2 separate regions of the Oryzias latipes genome follow, and region 1 is linked to region 2. The links are chromatin contacts, called in public Hi-C maps. All regions are on one chromosome and are shown on one strand. The core of a region is the stretch at or near the end of the contact, and the rest is flanking DNA. Distances in the headings are between cores, read along the strand shown. Region 1 overlaps LOC101163480 (carboxyl-terminal PDZ ligand of neuronal nitric oxide synthase protein). Region 2 holds the start of LOC101163480 (carboxyl-terminal PDZ ligand of neuronal nitric oxide synthase protein).

The links. Hi-C and Micro-C count contacts between places; a contact is called where the count stands out from the background.
Region 1: a Hi-C map of embryo shows a contact between it and region 2, with 2.3 times the contacts expected there. The contact joins the enhancer-like site here to the promoter of LOC101163480 in region 2. A contact is called at or near these places in 2 of 5 Hi-C or Micro-C datasets (both in embryo).

The regions. Positions count from the first base shown.
Region 1 is chr4:20,684,035-20,691,081 of ASM223467v1, forward strand. The region is part of intron 5 of LOC101163480 (carboxyl-terminal PDZ ligand of neuronal nitric oxide synthase protein); the gene reads left to right. Among protein-coding and RNA genes, the nearest start is that of LOC101163480, 98 kb to the left of the region's middle. Within about 2 kb of position 1,392, at least 3 of the 8 cell types and tissues checked have an H3K27ac peak or open chromatin away from gene starts, as enhancers often do. A contact at or near this core is called in embryo, where this site is marked.
Region 2 is chr4:20,585,886-20,593,098 of ASM223467v1, forward strand. It overlaps LOC101163480 (carboxyl-terminal PDZ ligand of neuronal nitric oxide synthase protein), which reads left to right and starts at 3,447. Exons shown (of 13, transcript XM_023954384.1): 1 at 3,447-3,915; 2 at 4,211-4,282. The coding sequence starts at 3,811.

The DNA of each region.
Region 1 (7,047 bases), core at 142-2,641, 96 kb after region 2:
GTAAGTTATATTTAAACTTTTACTAGAAATAATAAAATTTAATAAAGTTCATAAATAACTTGAAGTAAAGTAATATTTTATTAACAATATCAATATAGAAAAGTCTTAATATTTGTCCAAGCCCCCTCCCCAAAAAGAATAAATATTAGAAATGGCATACAATTGCATACATTTATGCCTTCACTGAACAGCAACTGTTCGGTGTTTAGGTTAAGGCAGGTTACACCCTGGACAGTTTGCCAGTGACATGGCCAAACACAGACCCACTCACAGTCACTTTAAAGAGAAAATTGCAAAATTGACAATGAAAGGTTTTTTTTGGACTGTGGCAGAAAAGCATAGTGCCCCGAGAAAACCCTCCAATGCACAAGGAGAACATGCAAACTCCACACATAAAGGACCCAGCCGAGATTTGCACCAGGGCCTTTTCACTGTGAGGGCAAAATGCTAGCCACCTAAACATTGTGCAGCCCAAAATTTGAAAAAAGCTTTTCTAATATTAAACCAAAATATACACACATGTTATCTTTTTTCTTGTTTAATTTATAGGGAAATTATGATTGGCAGTTTTTTATTGGGCTTAGGCTTGCAATAAACCCTTTTAGGCATTTTAGATGCAGTGTGACATATAATTAAAGCAATACTTCAGAAGATTTGCACCTGGATATGTTTGGTCCCAAAGTCCATTGTAGGTCGCTTTGGTCCACTTCTGCAAGCCAGTCACAGCATGAATATGTCATAATCATAACTAGGCCTGAACACTGAAGGGAGCGATCACAGTAACCAAACAAACCACACTTTGGGTTTCATCATCATCTTTCTATGGATTGCCTGATATGAACATGCCCCAAAGGCTAGATTGGTTTCCCCACCCCCACCCTAATTACAGAAACTAGGTCAGAATCACACATCTAATGTTTACATTTATAGTTTTTACTTTGCTTTGTACTTCGGCCCAATATCTTCTTCCACTTTTGTGTCAAACACTAGCTTTATAAAGAGGTCTAGTGGCATTGTCAGTGTTTTCATAGTCTGTTTATCAAGTTCAAAGCAGTCTGTCCTCCCCTCAAAAAAAGAATGAAAGCGGTGCTTATGTCCGACCACAACAGCCTTCATGAAGGAAAGACTCTCGTCAAACACCTGTACTCCTGTCTGTAGTTTTCTCTTTGCTGCAATTTGATGGGTTGGGGTTTTACTGCATTAGACATGTTGCAGCAAAATGAGCAGTATAGACGAAACAAGAGCCTGGCCATGTGACGTGGTTGGTCCAAAAAAATGTGCTTCCAGTTTTTTCTGCCAATTTAGGGGAGTTGATGGGTTATTCCAGGGGTTAGCTGGGGGAGGCACACATTGGCTCATTATCTTTTATAGACGGACCCACACTGACAGTTGAGCACAAACACATGCTCACACACTGCTCATATTCTGAGCTGGAGATAAAATGGAAAGTGTCACATACCAGAAGGCTCTGGGGCAACCAGAGGCCCCAAAGCTGGAAACCAGTCTGCGTCTGTCATTATGCGTAGTTTCTAGACTCAACATGACTGTTTTTAATACAATATCAATGAGAATGTTTAGTTTTCTTGATTGTGGCTATTTTTGGGAAGCGGATTTGCTTACGTTTGATAGGAAGAACATTCTAAATATAAATTGTGATAAATATTTAGAAGAATTCTTTTTAACCCAAACATAAACTGTTAGAGGTAAGGAAAAAAAAGTTATCTCGTCGTATATTTATCTTAGAGACATTAAAGGGCTTTAGTGGATCACCACTTTTTACATTATATTTGTTTCTTTCGCTTCCTTTTTTCACACTGCCTGGGTCCCGTCTTTCTTCTCCCATTAACAGTTTAACCGGAAGCTTTCAAGTGATCAGGCCCTTTATTATGGTAATGTTAGGTGCATGGGATTGCCCTGAAAGTGTTGGACTGACTACTAATCGATGTTCTGGGGTCACGGAATGTGTGCTGTTGTGTGACATTTCTTAGGAGGATTTTCCTCCAGATTTGCAGCTGCAGTTTTAGCTTAAAGTGGAGTCAAGGGGTCAGGAGTGCCAGCAAGAAGTAGTGAACTTTTCAACTTGATAGTAAAAGCATTTAAAAAGTTTGAAGCCGTGGCTTAAAGAAAGGTTGGCAGTTTGAGTGTGCATGTCAAACTGTGATGTTTAAGGCATTGGTCCCTATTACGCTACCAAACAGTTTAATATCAGACTATATTTTTTACCAACTAGCCTGTACAAGGCTGAAGTGTCAGATTTCTACGTTTTTTTAAATGTATTTATTTTATTAAGCACATCCAGCTTCGCAAAAAACTGTTTCCTCCTTTCTAGCTTCCCTGGTTTTATTTAAAGTGTGTAGTGAAAGGGTTTTACAGCCTTAATACATCTGTAATCCTATTTGGAAAATTTCTCCTGTTGGGGGTTAGTTTTAGAACATAATGTATATATTTTTAGTTTCACAAACAAAACAAAAAGACACCCTTTCTTTCTCACTTTTCTCAGACATACAAGCACATTAACGTTTTACACTTTTTTTTTTTTTTTTGCATAAACTCTGGAAGTTCAAATCGTCGCAGAAAAACAAGTCTAGCATTATAGAATGAAATTAAAGATAACATTTAAGTTAAAAAATGTAAATAGTACTTCATGCTATGTTAATGAAACCCCAAAACAATACGCTTGAAAGAAAAAGAAATGCATTGAAGAAGAATATTCTGGAGAAAAGAAGACGGCCATTATTGTCGGTGGTAGCAATCTGAGCAAAGAAGTGAGAGCAAGTTTAAACCGTGAAAAAAAACCCAGTAAAGCTAAAAAAAAAAAAAAAAGAAACGCAACAGCAATACTTTATGAAAAGATTCACTTTTGCAAATTTAAGGTTTGCATTTGCAAAAACATTTTCTCTTTGCGTCACTCCAGATGTTTCTCTTTCAACTTTTTTACTTTTGATTTGAAATATCAAAACTTGGAACAGCTAGCCTCTCTGATTTAGAACAAATCTATCTCCATACCTCAGACATCCCAAGTAGCTGCAATAGCTAGATTTTTTTTACTGTAGAATATAGGGGAAAAAAACCTATATGTTTCTCAGAGGGGTCTATTGATTTGTGTATTTATTTTTCATAGGGTGTTTTGGATTACCTTTGACATTTTATCTAATCTTAGCCCCATCACCAGCTAGTCGCAGGTTTGAGTTTAAGTACAGTCTAAAGCTTGAAACTAAATGCTAAACAATCGTGCCACATTGTTTTTCTTCACTGATGCGCCTTAAAAATAAGGAGCAACTGAAAAATGTAAAAAAGAAACCATCCATCTTGTAGTTTTCAATTAGCTGCCAATCTTAATTTTTCAAAGTGATAGACAAGATTATGGTAATTTCAATTATTTTCTCGCCAGTGCTATCATTGGGCCAGAAAATTGCAGTAAGCAAAGCTAACCAGTGTTAGCTTTGGTGGCACAGACTGCGTGTAGTACAAGTGAACTTTGTTTTGCAGGGGATGCTGTGGCCTGAGATAACCGTTCCAGAACTTCAGCAGATCCTCTGGAATGGAAACAAATAGATCTGTGCTCCCTTTTGGCCACTTGGGATGCCTGTATCACTATCTCTCCAGTCTTCATATTTTGTCTGTGCCTTTAAGGCATTAATAAGCCAAACTTATAAAAAAAGACCATAAAAGATAATATGTTAAACTTGATTAATGAAAATCTTCTGGCAGCTGCCGTTTAATGCGTTTTTATAGCCATAAATATGCCAATGCCATGCTCATCCTAGCTTTTTAATCATAGGGTATTAATATTTATGACTGCAAATTATGAGAGAATAAAGAAAACTGAACACAAGGGTGGTGGATTTTATTTTTTATTTTTTTAAAGCTTTCTAGCTTAATTTTTTAAAACATCTATGCTTATTCTTCTAAAGGCGAAAGCTACTTTGTTTTGTTTTGTTTCTGTATGTAAAAGAGTTTCCTTTAATGTAGTAGACGTCTTACACTGATTTTTTAATAAAGATTCAAAATGTGAAATGTTTCTTGGAAAAAAATGACACATTAAGATTTATGCATTTAAAGACTATAGCTGAGCCCAGATGCTGAATGATTGTCTATAAGTGCTGCAGGAACTACTTCATAAATAAAAACCTGTTTCGAGCAGTTTATTTCAAACAAAAAAAGGTGAAACATCCAAGATCCCATATGAATTTACTTCACTTCATGTCCATTTTACGAATGAAAATGCACGAGACTGCAAATATGAGCTGTAGGTAATTGGATTCTTTAAACTGTATTGAAAATATGAGGCAGGGATGGGCACCTTTTTAGCAGATTGCCAGGAGTTAAAGACCTGCTGTGACACTCAGCGAATCATTCAGCCATTATTAATTTGTTCCTGTGTCTAACCAGAATCATGTGAAAGGATCGGGGAAATTAAAACACATTTTCTTTCAACCCGACTTAATGAGTTGTTCCTCTATGAACGACATGGCGTCAGAAGAACCCACCAGATCTGATTGTTATTGCTATGTTGAAATAAACACATATCGCAGCAGAAAATAATGGGCACTTATTTTGCCAAGTGTTCTTTTACAAAAGCAAATCAAATAGAAGAAATATGAACAGGAATCATGCAAATTATGGTTTTGTTTTGTAGAACCATGTCCAACAGAAATGACTTGTTTTATAGTTTCTGTTGGATCCAGTTTTTAGATGCTTTTAAAAAAAAAATATCTTGACTTCTATGTTTTTAGATTTGCTGAAATAATTTCTATTTAGTTGTTTGTCTGACCACTTCATGTTTGACTCATGAAGACTCTTCTATTGCCCTCCAGTGGCAGAGCAATTGAAGCAGCACAGGGTACTGCTGTCCTTGTACCCTGTATTTGTCTCTGGGAATAGCTCCGGCAACCCCATGACCCTACACAGGACAACGTGGATATTTAGGATGGACGGGCTTTTCTAACAGGAAAAACTCATTGTTGCCTTGGTGACCACACAATGCTCAAGTCCTGTGGCTGTAAAACAAGCCCAAATCACTACCCCTCCACCGCCATGCTTATAGTTTGTAGTGGGTGGAACAAGATGAAGCAATGTGACTGACAACAAAAAATATAGTCAAAGTAGAGAGTTAAGCCAAAAGTGCCTTAAGTTCATAAAGAAAATGACTGAGGTGCAACGTTTCTGTAAGAGATGTAAACAACCAAGGCAGCACATGACAGCTTGCCGAGATTTAAAGCTTGGAAACAGCTGGCAGTTCAAGTTTTAGACTTGGTTCCTTGAGTGCAGCTGGACTAGAGAGCTACATGATGATGATTAAAGCATCAAGCTGTTTCTGCTGTCTGTCTGAAAGATGCTGATGATTATGAAAGGCTTTGTCGTTTACCCCTTTTTAAAATTCAACATCAGAGTCTAAGTAGTTTTAAAAAAGTCACCAGTAATAATTTACACATCTTTTACGTACAATTTACAAACAAATCAAAGAAAATATGGACATCACTTTGTTCCTAATGCAGCCTATATTAAAAATGGGATTTATTTTTCAGTCACTTTTTTTCATTAAGTATTATTTTGTTGTATAAATGATCCAACCGCCTCATGCTCAAAGCTGCTGTGCTTTTCCAGCAATCTGGCTTAAATCACAGATGAACAAGTCGATGCAGACCTGCTGCTTCTCCTCTCACTGCTGCTTCTCCTCTGGCTGCACTTGGGCTCAGTTAGGGTATATTGGTGATGAGATGTGCGTTAATGTAAACAAACGCAGAAGTCGATACACTGCTGTCTTCTGGGCTTCATGCAGGACTGTTGGTGTTGTCTTGTTTTCTCACAACAACCTTTAGCTGTGTCTGCCTCTTAAGTGTTTTACCCTTCATTTCACTGCTGACTTTCGCCTCACAGTCAATGACTTTCTTATCTAAAGAGTGCTTTCAGTTCCTCAGTGGATGACGCTTTTTCACTCCACTCAGATGGGTTTAAAATCACGCAAGTAATATCAAATATTTTACACATTATGTGCCTGAATAAGGACAACACACTTGGTGTTGTAAGTAGTACAATTTGTTTACTATTAGTCTAACACAATTGTTATATTGCTTTTTTGCAAAACACAATTTATAAGTCATCTGTAATAGTTGTCTTGTTTGTTGCAACACTGTGACAATGTTAAATCTAAAACAAAATTTGTTATTTGTTACAATTTGATAAATGTTATTTATTATATTTAAAATAAAGATAAATACTGCTGTAATTAATGAGAAGTTTATTGAAGTTTTGAAAATATGAATACTTATACTCACTGGCTGCTTAATTAGTTGCACTTGCAATAGGGTTGGGCGATGTCCCTTAAAATGGCCGTTGACGATGTTTGCTGTCAACCATCGGGATGGACGATGATATCGTCGTGGGGGGAGGGGGGGGGTGCTTTTAATATTTCGGTCTTATATAATTACTATTCGTTGTTTTACTTTATTACTTTATTTATTTTATTTCCCAACTAACGACTCATCCGCGATTATCCAGTATAAACTGAGGGAAGTGACTTTAAACAAAAAAAGTAACAAACAAACTAGAAAGGAAATGGTCCGCTCCCGCACTTAACTAGTCAAGTGGACCGGTGGAGTGCGGACGAATCACGAATCCACGAATCACGTGGATTTGTGTTTCGAGTCGTGTCCCGACTAAATAAAGGCTAATGTTATTCCCACATGTTTACGTGCAGCCAAGATGCAGATTGCAGCACCACCCAAAGCTAATGTTGTTAGCCCGTGTTAGCATACTGCTAATTCTGGCTTCTTTCCGGCTCCGTTTTTCAACAGAAAAAGCAATGAGCACACGTATTATAAATAAAACGATGAGCGAACAGGCGTTTCATAATAATCGTAACTTTATTAAAAGCACGTTTAGAAGATCGTCTTGTATATTACAGAGCTGACATATAAATGTATAAAGCCGCTCGGCAACATTGTTTTGTATTGAATTGTTAAATTCAATAAAGTTTGAAAAAAAAATATGAAAAAAAAATAGCCTCTCGGCGGAACTAATATCCGCTTCCGGTTTTTCAAACCC
Region 2 (7,213 bases), core at 2,197-4,696:
AAATGATGTATGAAGTATAAAGTATGTTTAAGTCTATCTACCTGTCTGTGAGATAGAAGTAAGCCCCACTCATTAACATTAAAAAAACTTCCACAAGTATGACTTCCTCCTCACTAAAGTATCCACAGCAATCATAGGTGACAATAAACAAAAAAAAACTACAAGTTCCAATGTTTAAAAGATATGTATTACTAATTATTTAAACAGATGCATTGTTATTATGTTTCTATAAGATTCACAATAGTTTTTTCACAGTTTTATAAATGTGTGTTGCTGTGACTTATTATCACCCTGAAAGGAAAAAAAACAAATGTTACTCTTCCATTAAAATGCTCACCCTGTGAATCCCAAGCATGGAATTGTGCATTTGTTTGACACTTCTATAATTTTTGCCTCTCTTTTTTTCTTTTTTTTTACTTGTGGCGACCTTGAGGTGTTTTATGAATCTTTCATGAAGAAAGCAAAAAAAAAAATGCTTGTAAACTTTTTTTTTTTTTTTTTCCACTTTCGGCTTCTCCCATCAGGGGTCGCCACAGCGAACAAATCGCATGGTAAATTTGGCAATGTTTTACGCCGGATGCCCTTCCTGACGCAACCTTCTCAAACCGGGCTTGGAACCGGCACAGAGGTAGATAAGGTTTTATTCAGAATTTACAGGATTCTTTTTTATTACAGTTACAAAAGTGTTATCCTTACATTTTTTTTTCAGTCTGTTTAAAGTCCTTTTATGATAAAATGTGTTAAAATGTTGCCTGTTCATGAGCTTCAAGTAAAAGAAATGATTAAAGTATTATTAAAGTTTTGTCACAGAAATGACAGTCTCTTGTAATCCCATAGCAATGCCCCCTGCTATCTTAGTGACATATGCTTCATTGTGGTTTTAAAATGGTACCATGCTGTGTTTTTTACACTAATCTCCAAAACCAGCTTTATGTAGGGAGTTTATGTATTAAAACCAGAGTCCTGATCATCAGATCACATGTATTAGATGACCATGCGAGGATTAGGCCACCACCTATTCTTTCAAAAGAGCCTTAAGAAAACATGGGGTCCCAATGAGGGGTTTTGATCTTCATGCAGAGACACCAGCTGCCCTGTCTGCCAGTTAACTATGGGTGACAAGGTAATAACAAGAGAGGTTTTGTACCAGTTTTGTATCAACACATTCTCAGTATGCTTGTATATTAAAAAAAAAAATGGAAAAAGTGTGAGTCATTTGCAGACCTCATGGTGATAGTTGAAATTATGAGAGCTCCTCACTTTTTGGCCCTAATGTGTCAGTTTAATGTTGCATCATCTCCACCATTTAAATAACCTTGCTAAATAATGATGCATATTCAAATGAATTGTGGGATTGCTTCTAATTTTCCTGCATTCAGTTCCATATCAAAGCAACAGCTGAATGCGGGATGACATGCCAGTTTTGAACCAACGGCATCCTGGCTGAATCAGATGGAGCTCTTCCCTAAGGATACTATTAGGAGTAGCGACTATATCTTTCTAAGAGGTGGTGAGAATATGAATTTGTTCTGCCCCATTTCCCCTTCTCTGCCCGCCAGACAAGCAATGCATCTCTGCTTCCAGGGAGCACGGATGGCCCATGCCTTATTATAAATACATAACAACTGTGTTGAATGTGAATGCATGAATGTGGATTCTGGCCATATAGCTGGTCTCTCGACGTTAAAGCAATAAAATGGGTCATAACGTGCTTAACATCGGTGGGCCTTGAGATCTCTGGATATTTTTAACAATTTTTTATTTTCTATACATTATACAGTGAGGCAAAAAAGTATTTGGTCAAGTACCAATTTTGCAAGTTCACCCACTTTAAACAATGAGAGAAGCCTGTAATTTTCAAATTTTTAAATTTCTGACTCTCACAGACCTGTAACTTCTTCTGTTGGAGGATCCAATGTCCTCCACTCATTATATGTATTGATGGCACCTGTTTGAACTAGTTATTTATATAAAAAAACACCTGTCCACAACTTTAGTCACACTCCAAACTCCACTCTGACCAAGACCAAAGAGCTGTCTAAGGACACCAGAAACAAAATAGTTGACATCTCAGGGGTCTGCTTATGTAAAACGGCATTTGGATGAAGTATTTGAAGTGTTTATGAGCAGTAGACTTTGAAAGGCAACACATTTTCCTCATAAAACATAATTTCATTCATTTAGTATTTTAGGCTTCATCTTCAAATGTTCTGGCTTTAACGGATGAAGGAAGCTGTTCTATTCCAATCTTTCAGTGGGGGGGACATTAGTAAAGCAACGTATTCCCATCTAGCTCAAAAGAAAACAAAAATCTGAAAAATGGTCCCAAGCAAAACAAAGAAAAATGATGTCTATGATTTTGAACTGATATATGTAAAGCTACAATATTTACAATTAAAGTCAAATCTAAAAGATCAAAGTGGACAAAAATTTGTTTTGCCTTGGGCTGGTAAATGTTGGAATGATCATATAAAACTTTATCTTTATCCCACTAACATGGATAATGTAATTATTTATTGTAATTGTCCATATGTACAGTGAGATTAAAAGCAGTCACCATATCAGTTCAATAAAGACACCAATATGATAAAAAAATTGACTGTTATTTGCAAAAATATGTGCAAAATATAAAAATGTACATAAACCACGAAATAGAAGCTATAGAATGTATGCAATGACTTAGAAAAAGTCTTGACCACATTTTCTGAAAATATAAGTTTACATTTCATTTGGTTTGGTTTGGACATGTTCAGAGGAGGGATAGTGGATATATTGGTAGAAGGATGTTGGAGATGGAGCTGCCTGGCAGGAGGGCAAGAGGACGGCCAAAGAGGAGATACATGGATGTCTTGACAGAGGACATGAAGTTGGCTAATGTTAGGGTAGAAGATGTTCATGATAGAGTGAGGTGGAAAAGGATGATTCGCTGTGGCGACCCCTGATGGGAAAAGCCGAAAGAGAAAGAAGATAAGTTTACATTTCATTCTTAGTGAAAGAGAACAAAGTGAAATGAGAAAGGGCTTTAACACAAATTGCATCGATGTAATACCAGAAATAATCGCTAGTTGGCAGCATTGTCCTTGAAATCTGGACCAGATGTTTATGAAGTCTACACCCTTGAGTTTTCTGGCACTTTACTTGATTTAAGAACAAACCTCTAAATAAATATGACCTAAATATACATATATTTGGTAATTGAGAAATTATTTTAAATGTTTTTTAATTTTATTGTCCTCACTGACCAGTAAGTACGTTACGTATTGACAAAGAACAGGTATGACAAAAATTTGAATGGGAATCGTCCAGGCTGTTTTTTTCTTTCTTATGTATATGAAGAAGAAGGAGGGGGAGGAGAAAGAGGCAGGTACATAGCCGGTAAGCCACGCCCCCACGGCGCCTCCGTTTTTCAATGGAAACAGGTGGGATTCCCGACTCCTCCAATCACGCCCTCTTTCCGTACCGCGGGGGCGGGGGCGGGGAGTCCAGATCCGGAGGCAGAGCCGACAAACTTCCACATTCAGAACAGAAAAAGTCAGGAAAACACGGTCCGCGCGCGCGTGACGCCTGTCCAACGCGTGTGATCAGCGCGGCTTCGCGGAGCTTTTAGCGGGATAGCAGTTCGCCGGAGTACCTGGGAAGTTGGTAGCACCGCCGCTGAGGCGCAGTGGGAGCTTTTGCTGCGATGTGGAGCCAGTGAGTGGATGTACAGGATCGCTTACCACCCGGATTTTTTTGAATCAAATCGGCCTGGTTTGTACTCCCGAGTTCCCCTGGAAGATTGGATTAATAAAAGACACACACAGTTGGAGAATGCCTGCGAAGACCAAATACAACCTGGTGGATGATGGACACGACCTGAGGATCCCGCTGCACAACGAGGAAGCGTTCCAGCATGGAATCAACTTCGAGGCAAAGGTGAAAAATACAAACTCTTGAAACGGAACTCGTTCCATTCCAATGTCCGCCTTTCGACACGAACGTGTCTGGCACAGAAGTTTCGAGTAAAAAAAAAAAAAAAAACTCCAGAAAAAAATGAAAGAAAAGAAGTCCGAAACTTCTGCTAGCTTAGTTAGTTAGTAGCTGAAGTTGTTAGTTAGCTGGAGGTTAAAGCTGCATGGTTCAGGTGCAGTTTGAGTCAGGATAACTGGAAACATAATGTTTGAGGCATTAATGTGCTGTACCTGTCACGTTTCACCCCTTCCACCCGCAGTACATCGGCAGTCTGGATGTGACGCGGCCGAGCAGCCGGGTGGAGATCGTGGCTGCGATGAGACGAATCCGGGTGAGTGAAGACAAAAAGTTAACGCTCCAGAAAACTTTAGCTTTTGCTACAATCGACGCTCACTTCAGAAAAGTGCTGAAGTGTCTAAACAATATTAATGCATGCTTAATTCCTCCCATATATATTACAGGATTAAGGGGTAAATTTTTAGTGTTTCAGAAACACATTTTCTATCTTTTTCATCAATTCACTCTTTCCAACTGGGATTCAAATGCCAAAATAAGATTTAAAAAAAAAAGATCCTGAGTATACTTCAGATGGTGAGAACAACAAATATGATGCCTCAGCTGATTTTCCTTACAACTATAACTTTAGTTTCTTTATCTCATCATAGCAGATCAAGCACGTTCATATATGTGACCTCTGCTTCTTCTATTGGTTAATCATGACCTTATAGTATAACCCCTCACAAACAGTCATATTTATATTCTCTTCTACCAAATTGTCAAATGATTGTCTTTACATTTATATGGAAATCTGGCAACATGTTTCTCAGTCAAAGGATAACTCAGGTGTCAGTCTTCTAGAATCCAAAACTTCATTTGTAATCAATCTAAAGATGCCAGTATCATCCGTCTTTTTTCATAACGTCCCTTATGCAGACTTTTCTGTGCGGACCCACTTTTGAAGAGCAATCCGGCTCCGTGATCCTAGTATTACTCCATTTATTACAGGTCCCGTTCCAATCATCATTCAAACTATTTTAAACACATTCCCAGTGGTGTTTGAATCACGATTATGCTGTTTTTAAACCCAAATTGAAAACTTCTGTTGAAAACGTTGTTTCTGCAGAGCTGCAGGAGTTCATTAAAAACTGAGTTGTGGGTGGGACTTGTTGGCGTGGAGTAAGCCCCTCCCCCCCAAACATTTTTTTTAATTGCGCGTCTGGAATATTAGCTGATTTTTCCCCTCACACAAGCCTTTTGGTCGCATTCCTTTCACCCATGCTTTGACACATTCACACACTGATGGTGGGAGAGCTGCCATGCAAAGTGCTAACAAGACCACCAGAAGCAATACGGGGTTCAGCGCCATGGTTGACTGTAGGCCGAGGAGGAGCCGCTGCACACCATCTTACATCTTTAACATGTTTCTAAAAGAAATGAGAGCTCTGTCAACGGTTGAAGAGGATGGATTTAAAGACGTGCATATCTTTGTGCATGGGTGAGAGGAAGTAGGGACGGGCTTATACTCCATGCCAACAACTCTCACCCACAACTTGACTACTGAAATAATCGTGAGTGACAGCCCTACACAACAGAAACAAAAACTCTAATGATTATGGATGTGTTGTGTTCTCATTGGTATCTTGACCCACATAATACAGATCTATTTATACTTTTTTCTTTCTTAATTTTTTACATTTAAATTAGTCGATTTTAAATAATAATTGAAAACCAATGATGGTTTGAATTAAATCTGCTATATTTGGTTGAGAAAAGACATAAAGTGGTATGCAGTGTACCTGGAAATGCTCAGCTTTGGTTTCAAATCGTCATGGTGTTGGCTCCTAAAGCGGTTTACTGTTTTGTGCTAGTCTCGCTCGGCAGGAGGTTTGCTCTCCAAAGTGCTCCATCACAGGTCTGAAGCCTCCTTTGAAGAGGTGTACTGAAGTGTGAGTCCCCCCCTTCTTCCCTCTTGCTTTTGTGTTGCCTGTGCAACGCCACAATTTACACTTTTTGTTGTTTTTAGCTCCAGAAAGTGGATTTAATCTTAATCAGCGGGTCTGCCAACTTGGCTGCACACTGTGTCTGATGTAAATGTTAGTGGAGGTGTTTGTGGAGGAGAAGGAGGGTCCCCACGAGAACATGATGCAGCCTTCTAAAAGCTCACATGAAGGCACACACAAAGCTGCACAGGGTTACAGCAGCTCATTTTTTTCTGTTTAAGGAATTTAAAGCAGATAAACAACAAGCTTGTCAAATCTGGTGATTTATGTTTTTATTTTTTCTTGGATGGCTGACCTGCTTTGTGTTTTGGTAGCCCTCCTTTAGCCGTGCGACGCCGGATGGATTCTGATGTTGAGGCTCACTCACAAGACATTTGGATGTTGGCACAGCTGAGAAGAAAGGTTCTCATTGCCCTTTTTTTTTTTTTAAAAGGAGCAGCCTCACTAAAATGTGGACCTCCCAGCGTTCAGCCATGGCAGCTGTTGTTGGCAGTATATAATGGGCTCTGGTTTGCCTCCTCCATGTGTGAAAATGGGCTAACACAGGTTTGACAACGCAGGGGAAGGGAATCACGGGTATCTCAGCAGGAAAGTAAATCGGTGTGGAAAATTCAAGTCAACACAAGCGGTGCTAGTGTTTTGGTTTTTTTTAGAACGCAGATTTTTCTGACAACCTAAAGTAATTTTTTTTTTTAAGAAAAGGGCTGCTTTTCCCCTGGTGTGTTGTGAAGTTTGCCCAAGACATTTATAGATCAGCTGAAAGAACAATAAGGCATACAGGTATATTGAAACAATTGTGAAAAAAACAATGGCTTTGGGTGTGTTTTTTTTTTTTGTATGGCAATAAACATATTTATAAGCTAACTCTGAGCTTTTTTCACCTCTTGCACAACTGCTTCATCGATTTGTCTTTAGGTTTCTGTTAGGGTTGTGCCGATGGACGATATCATCGTCCATCGTGATGGGTGACTGACATCCCAATGGAGAGACCACCATCGTGATGCCACGCCCCCGCCACGTTGCGCGTCGACACCATAAGCCGCGGTTACGACAAAAATATCTTGATGGAATCAATGGTCGGATTAGAATCCAACCGTGTAGATGGGCCCAGAAAAATGTTTTCAGAATATAAAAACGTTCACTAAGGTCACACTTTCCATCGGAATAAATCATTCGCACATGCGCAGTAGGGTTTGAAAACCGGAAGGATATAAATTCCGCCGAGCGGCTTTTTTTCCCCAAACTTTATTGAATGTAACAAT